Linked DNA regions of Columba livia: region 1 is linked to region 2. The links are chromatin contacts, called in public Hi-C maps. All regions are on one chromosome and are shown on one strand. Each heading gives the region's core, a stretch centred on a gene start, on an enhancer-like site or on the middle of the called end of the contact. The rest is flanking DNA. Distances are from core to core; before and after follow the strand shown. Region 1 holds the start of DDIAS (DNA damage induced apoptosis suppressor). Region 2 overlaps ANKRD42 (ankyrin repeat domain 42).

The links. A called contact is a pair of places that touch in the nucleus more often than the background predicts.
Region 1: a contact with region 2 is called in a Hi-C map of crop, with 4 times the contacts expected there. The contact joins the promoter of DDIAS here to the enhancer-like site in region 2. A contact is called at or near these places in 2 of 2 Hi-C or Micro-C datasets (crop and liver).

The regions. Positions count from the first base shown.
Region 1 is chr1:9,173,036-9,175,735 of bColLiv1.pat.W.v2, forward strand. It overlaps DDIAS (DNA damage induced apoptosis suppressor), which reads right to left and starts at 1,297. Exons shown (of 6, transcript XM_005510735.3): 1 at 1,068-1,297; 2 at 340-470. PRCP (prolylcarboxypeptidase) reads left to right here and starts at 1,462. Exons shown (of 9, transcript XM_005510758.4): 1 at 1,462-1,742. The coding sequence starts at 1,620. All of the region lies in intron 1 of LOC135575720 (a long non-coding RNA gene), which reads right to left.
Region 2 is chr1:9,035,564-9,038,263 of bColLiv1.pat.W.v2, forward strand. It overlaps ANKRD42 (ankyrin repeat domain 42), which reads right to left. Exons shown (of 14, transcript XM_021298784.2): 12 at 433-568. Among named protein-coding and RNA genes, the nearest start is that of ANKRD42, 16 kb to the right of the region's middle. Within about 2 kb of position 1,273, at least 1 of the 3 cell types and tissues checked has an H3K27ac peak away from gene starts, as active enhancers do.

The DNA of each region.
Region 1 (2,700 bases), core at 47-2,546, 140 kb after region 2:
CAGCAGCTACTTCATACTCCAAAGGGCTTTCAACTCAGAACTATATAAATATACTATCACCTGCAGTTTTTAATGCAATAAAAAAATCCACACACCCCAAATACTTCAAGTATTCCATTGGAGCATGGGAGATAAAGCATAGCATGAATGTTTTCATGCAGGTTCTGATAAGAGCTCTCTTTAGAGCAAACAGACTCAGGATCTACACCTCTGTTTCTCTTTGGTAGAAATATAGTAGTCACTATCTGGACACAAGCTAAAAAAAGGATGGTACGAACGCATCTGGTTTACTTTATTTAGAAAACTAAATAAACCAAGCAAACCGCCGGACCCACGTACCCAGCGCGGGAACCACAGGGCGTTCCAGCTGCTCCCCACCAGCAGCGGCGCCTTCCAACAGCCCCGAGGTCCCGCCGCTGCTTCCATGGGTGCCTGGTGCCCTCTAGCGAGCCCGCTGCCCCAAACCCTCCCTGAGGAAAAACAGAAAACACAAAACACTCAGGAAGAGTCGTTAACAGCTCTCACACCACAATTTCCACCCCTGAACCAGCCGCCTCCTCCCAGCGCAGCCCCGAGGCCGCGGGCTATATGGATATTATCTATAAGGATAATTGTACATTACTTAACATAATCTGAGAGGGCCATCCCCAACATTGCTTTCAACAATTGTGGTAGTTGCAAATTAAATATGTTATAATAGCAGTTAAATTACTCTTCCAGAAGTTGGATTTTGTACTCACCGATGCTGAATATACCTGGGGGAACCGCCTGTAAATTCACTGATTTCTTAGTGGCGTACTTGAATTTTATAGTTGAAAGAATTTTAAACAAGATAAGTTTCAATTTGGTTTTGGAATTCTGTGTTACTATATATTTCTATGTCCTGAATAACAACAAAGATCTTTAGAATTTTAAGTAAAATAGAAATAAAACAGCATATCACAGAAGTTTAAAAATAAAGTAATTGAAAACAGACCCCACAGGGCTTCCCCCCACCCCCGTCACTCGGCCTGGGCGCTTTAAGCTTTGCTCAACACCCAGAAAACCCGAGGTATCACCGTTCTTACCGGTTTTAGCGCTCCGTGACTAAACAGCCTCCGTCTCCCGGCCCCAAAGGCCGCGCTGAAGCGCTGTCACTCGGGCAAGGGAACGGACAGCCGGCGGCGTCACCTCCCCTCGGTGCTCTCAGGCCCGCACAGAAGAGAAGCGCCGAGGGCCGGTTATCGCGGACGTAGCCCCGGCTGCCCCGCTCCCGCCCTGGCTCTGAGGAGAAGCCGGAAAACGGAAGTGCGCGTTGCTAAGGGCCGTCTCTAGGGAACGCCTACTCAAGTCACCACAGCCAACGACAGAGACGCTCACAAACTACTCTCACCCCCGCAGCCAATCGAAAATTCCCGCGGCTTATTGCCCGCCCCCCACGTGCGGGGATAGCCCCTCTCCTTTCGGGGCGGGTGGTATAGCGCCGTTTGCTCCAGGCGCAGGCGCCGGCTCCGCCTAGTCCGCTGGGTCCTACCGCCCGCCGCTCCCCGCGGGGCCGACCTGGGGCAGCTCCGCGGGCGGGGGGAACGGGGCCGCTATAAAGCGGTGTGGCGGCTGGGTGGCCTCCGCTCTTCCCGGCCATGCCGCGGCTCCTTCTCTTTCTCCTGCTGCTCGGCGCGTCCGGCGCGCTGCCCGCCCTGCCCCACCGCCGGGGAGCCCGGACGCCAACCGCCCCGTACCTCATACGGTACTTCCAGCAGCAGGTACGAGCCGCCGCCGCCCTCGCACCGCTCAGCGGAGAGCCCGGGGTTACAGGAGCGGTTTAGGGGGTGACCCCCAGCGCGGTTTTGGGCCGGGGGAACGAGGGGAGATCCCCGGGGAGGCCCCGGCCGGGGCTGCCGGTGCCGGTTCTGTCACTTCACAGAATGTCAGGGGTTGGAAGGGACCTCAAAAGCTCATCAAGTCCAAGCCCCCCATCGGAGCAGGAACACCCAGATGAGGTTACACAGGAAGGTGTCCAGGCGGGTTTTGAATATTTCCAGAGAAGGAGACTCCACAACCCCCTGGGCAGCCTGTTCCAGTGTCTGTCACCCTCACTGAGAAGAAGTTTCTTCTCGTATTTAAGTGGAACCTTTTGTGTTCCAGTTTGAACCCATTACCCCTTGTCCTATCATTGGTTGTCACCGAGAAGAGCCTGGCTCCATCCTCCTGACACTCGCCCTTTATATATCTGTAAACATTAGTGAGGTCACCCCTCAGTCTCCTCTTGTCCAGCTCCAGAGCCCCAGCTCCCTCACCCTTTCCTCACACGGGAGATGCTCCACTCCATCATTGTTGTGGCTCACTTGAGAGGTTTCCCCACAGCCCAGCTGCTCTGAGGAGCTGGGGGTCCCAGTCAGAGCCAGGCAGAGAGTTTTTGTGGGGATTTCAAGGGCATTTTCTTCCTTCAGCTGCCTCATTTAGCCGTGGACTGGACAGCAGTATATTTTTGTAGGTTTCTGGATGTTGCTGTGCTCCGTCTCTTTGGTAAAATGTTCCAGGTCTTGCATATCCTACTAAAGTCACAACTCTGGAAAGGGACCGGCTGGAGCGCCGGGTGGTCTGCTCTGCTGTATCTCTACACCATATCCTGACACCACAGCCTGTGTTCCAAAACAGCCCACACAGTATGTTGGCAGAAAACTGCTGGAGACTTTGGTTGTACCCTAGTACTATTTGCAA
Region 2 (2,700 bases), core at 23-2,522:
TGAGTAATGTCTTAACATGAGCTGTGGAAGCAGAAAGTGGCTTTTCTTTCCGAGGTGGAGGCACCTGGCTGGCCTGGATGACAACACCTCTCCTGAAGCACCAGTCCTGGCTCAGGGACCAGCCACGCTGAGCTGTCAGTCACGGCACAGACAGCGGGGAAGTACGCAGGGACCAGCTCGCTCCCTTTTGTTAATACAAAGATGAATACCAGTGCTTTTCTACCAGGGTACGAAGAGAAACCAATATCCTTTCACAGCAGAGACAGGACACAACAAAGCTACTGCTCCCTTCAGTGTCCCACACTAAAAGCTGCCACGTTTACTCCAGCGTTTCCTTGCACCACGCCTGGGAATCTCAGTGAGAACAAATACAGACGAGTGACGGGCAGCAGCCTCTGTCCCACGCGTTGGGGGAGCTGATGTGGGACTCACCACGGGAGGGCCGCGGGTTTTCGCCAGGCTGTCTCTCAGGCGGCTGATCTCGGCGCGGTACTCATCCAGCTGGCTCTCCAGCTTCTCCCGCCTGACTCGCTCCTCTTCCAGCTGGGCCTCCAGCTCCCTCACAGCCCTGCCGAAAGCAAAGGAGACAAGAGGAGCGTGAAGTGCATCTAAAAACCCACCCTGGCTGCTCCACGTGGTCCTGTGCCTTTTGCTGAGGACCACCTTAGTCCCAGCTGAAAGCAGCTTAGAACTCAGTGGTGTGAGCTGCAGCGTGCTCCTGGCTCCAGACCCCTGCTAGCAGCTCTGGAGAGCTGTTTTTCCTCCTTCGTGCTCAGCGCAATCTGGCCACGAGATGGAGATGTCTTCCCACACCCCGAACAGTACGAAGCTCTTGGGTAGGCTGTTGCTCCAGCTGCAGAGGAGGCAGACATGCCAGAGGAGCAAAAAGGTTAGTATGAAACAGAAAAAAAGCACAAAACCAAGACTCTGGAGTGGTCAGAGGCAGCTTTTTCATTAACATATGGTACCTCTACATCCTTCCTATTGATTGGCTTAGCCACAGATGAGGAATGCTCAAGTGACAGCCTGCATGACACTTACGAAAGGGAAACTGAAGCGCTGGCTGATACACACTTGCACAAGACCTGATCTGTCACACCCACAACAGCTCCCAAATTAACTGAGATTCCTGGAACTGGTTAGCTGAGACATAATTCACATGTATTCTTATTATAACAGCAATTGACCGCAACAACTGAGTCATCTGGAGTTGAGCTGGCTCTCCTCTGTATCAGGATGAATTAGTGCAGCTACAAAGATGGAAGATTGGTAAAAGGAAAAGGGAGACATCTGCCCTGTGGATTCAAACAGCACAGCAGGAAAGCTCTCAGCAAGAGCTACCGCATTTCCTGGACTGAAATATTGCCAACCCTTGATTAAGGTTTTGGAGGGTAAACTGTATGAGAAGCAGCTAAAGTCACGGGGTTTGTTCAGCCTGGAGGAGACTGAGGGGAGAGCTCATGGCAGCTACAGCTTCCTCACAAGGAGAGGAGGAGGGGCAGGGCTGAGCTCTTCTCTCTGGTGACCAGTGACAGAACCCGAGGGAATGGCAGGAAGATGTGCCAGGGGAGGTTTAGGTTGGACATGAGGAAAAGGTTCTTCCCCCAGAGGGTGCTGGACACTGAACAGGCTCCCCAGGGAGGTGTCACGGCCCCAAGCCTGACAGTGTTCAAGAAGAGACTGGACAACATTCTCACATACATGGCGTGAATATTGGGGTTGTCCTGTGCAGGGACAGGAGTTGGACTCAATGATCCTTGTGGGTACCTTCCAAGTCAGGACATTCTCTGATTCATGCAGCCCAAAGCCACGAGGCTGTATCAGCCTTCCTGACACCGTACAAATGGCCCGTGCTCATGCAGGGAACTCGGTGCTCGGGTGGACAGGCTGGCTACTTGCACACTTCAGATTAATGAGATATAGCTGCAAAATTATTTGGCACACAGTGCTAATTTTATCCATGCAACGCAGCCTAACGAAAGCACTGCGCAGTGGTTCACACCCGGCCTTACAGCCGGAAAACCTGGACTAAAGGAGAAATCTCCAAAACCTGCTACAGTGGCTTTCCCAAATGGAAATTCCTGCTTTTCATCTAGCACAATGTTGTTGTCAATAAATGTTTTTAAATAATGAGAGTTTTCTGGCATATGATACAAGCATCTTGGAGTTTATCCATAGGTAGGTACCCTGAGAAGGGGTATTTCCATTTCAAAAGGCCGGTGTGGAGCTAGAGATCCTCTCTGGCCTCTGGAGATGAGGGAGAACCGTTCAGAGATCCTCACGATTTTTCTAGCTTAACCACACATGCCACAGAACCTCCTGAAAGGAGGTTGTAGCACGGAGGGTGTTGGCCTCAAGTTGCATCAGGAGAGGCTTAGATTGGATATTAGGAAAAATGTATTCACAGAAAGGGTTGTCAGTCATTGGAACAGGCTGCCCAGGGCAGTGGTGGGGTCACCATCGCTGGAGAGGTTTAAAAGGAGTGTAGAAGAGGTTCTTAGGGACATGGTTTAGTGCTAGAATTAGGTTATTGTTGAAGTCAATGATCCTGAGGGTCTCTTCCAACTGAAATGATTCTACGAAAGCAAAATCCCTTAAAAAGCCTTATCAGGGCCCTCTAGTAGACACTGCTAGCTTTTGGATAGCTGCTGTATCCAAAATGAACTTGAATTTCTGCCATTAAGCAACAACGACTTTTTG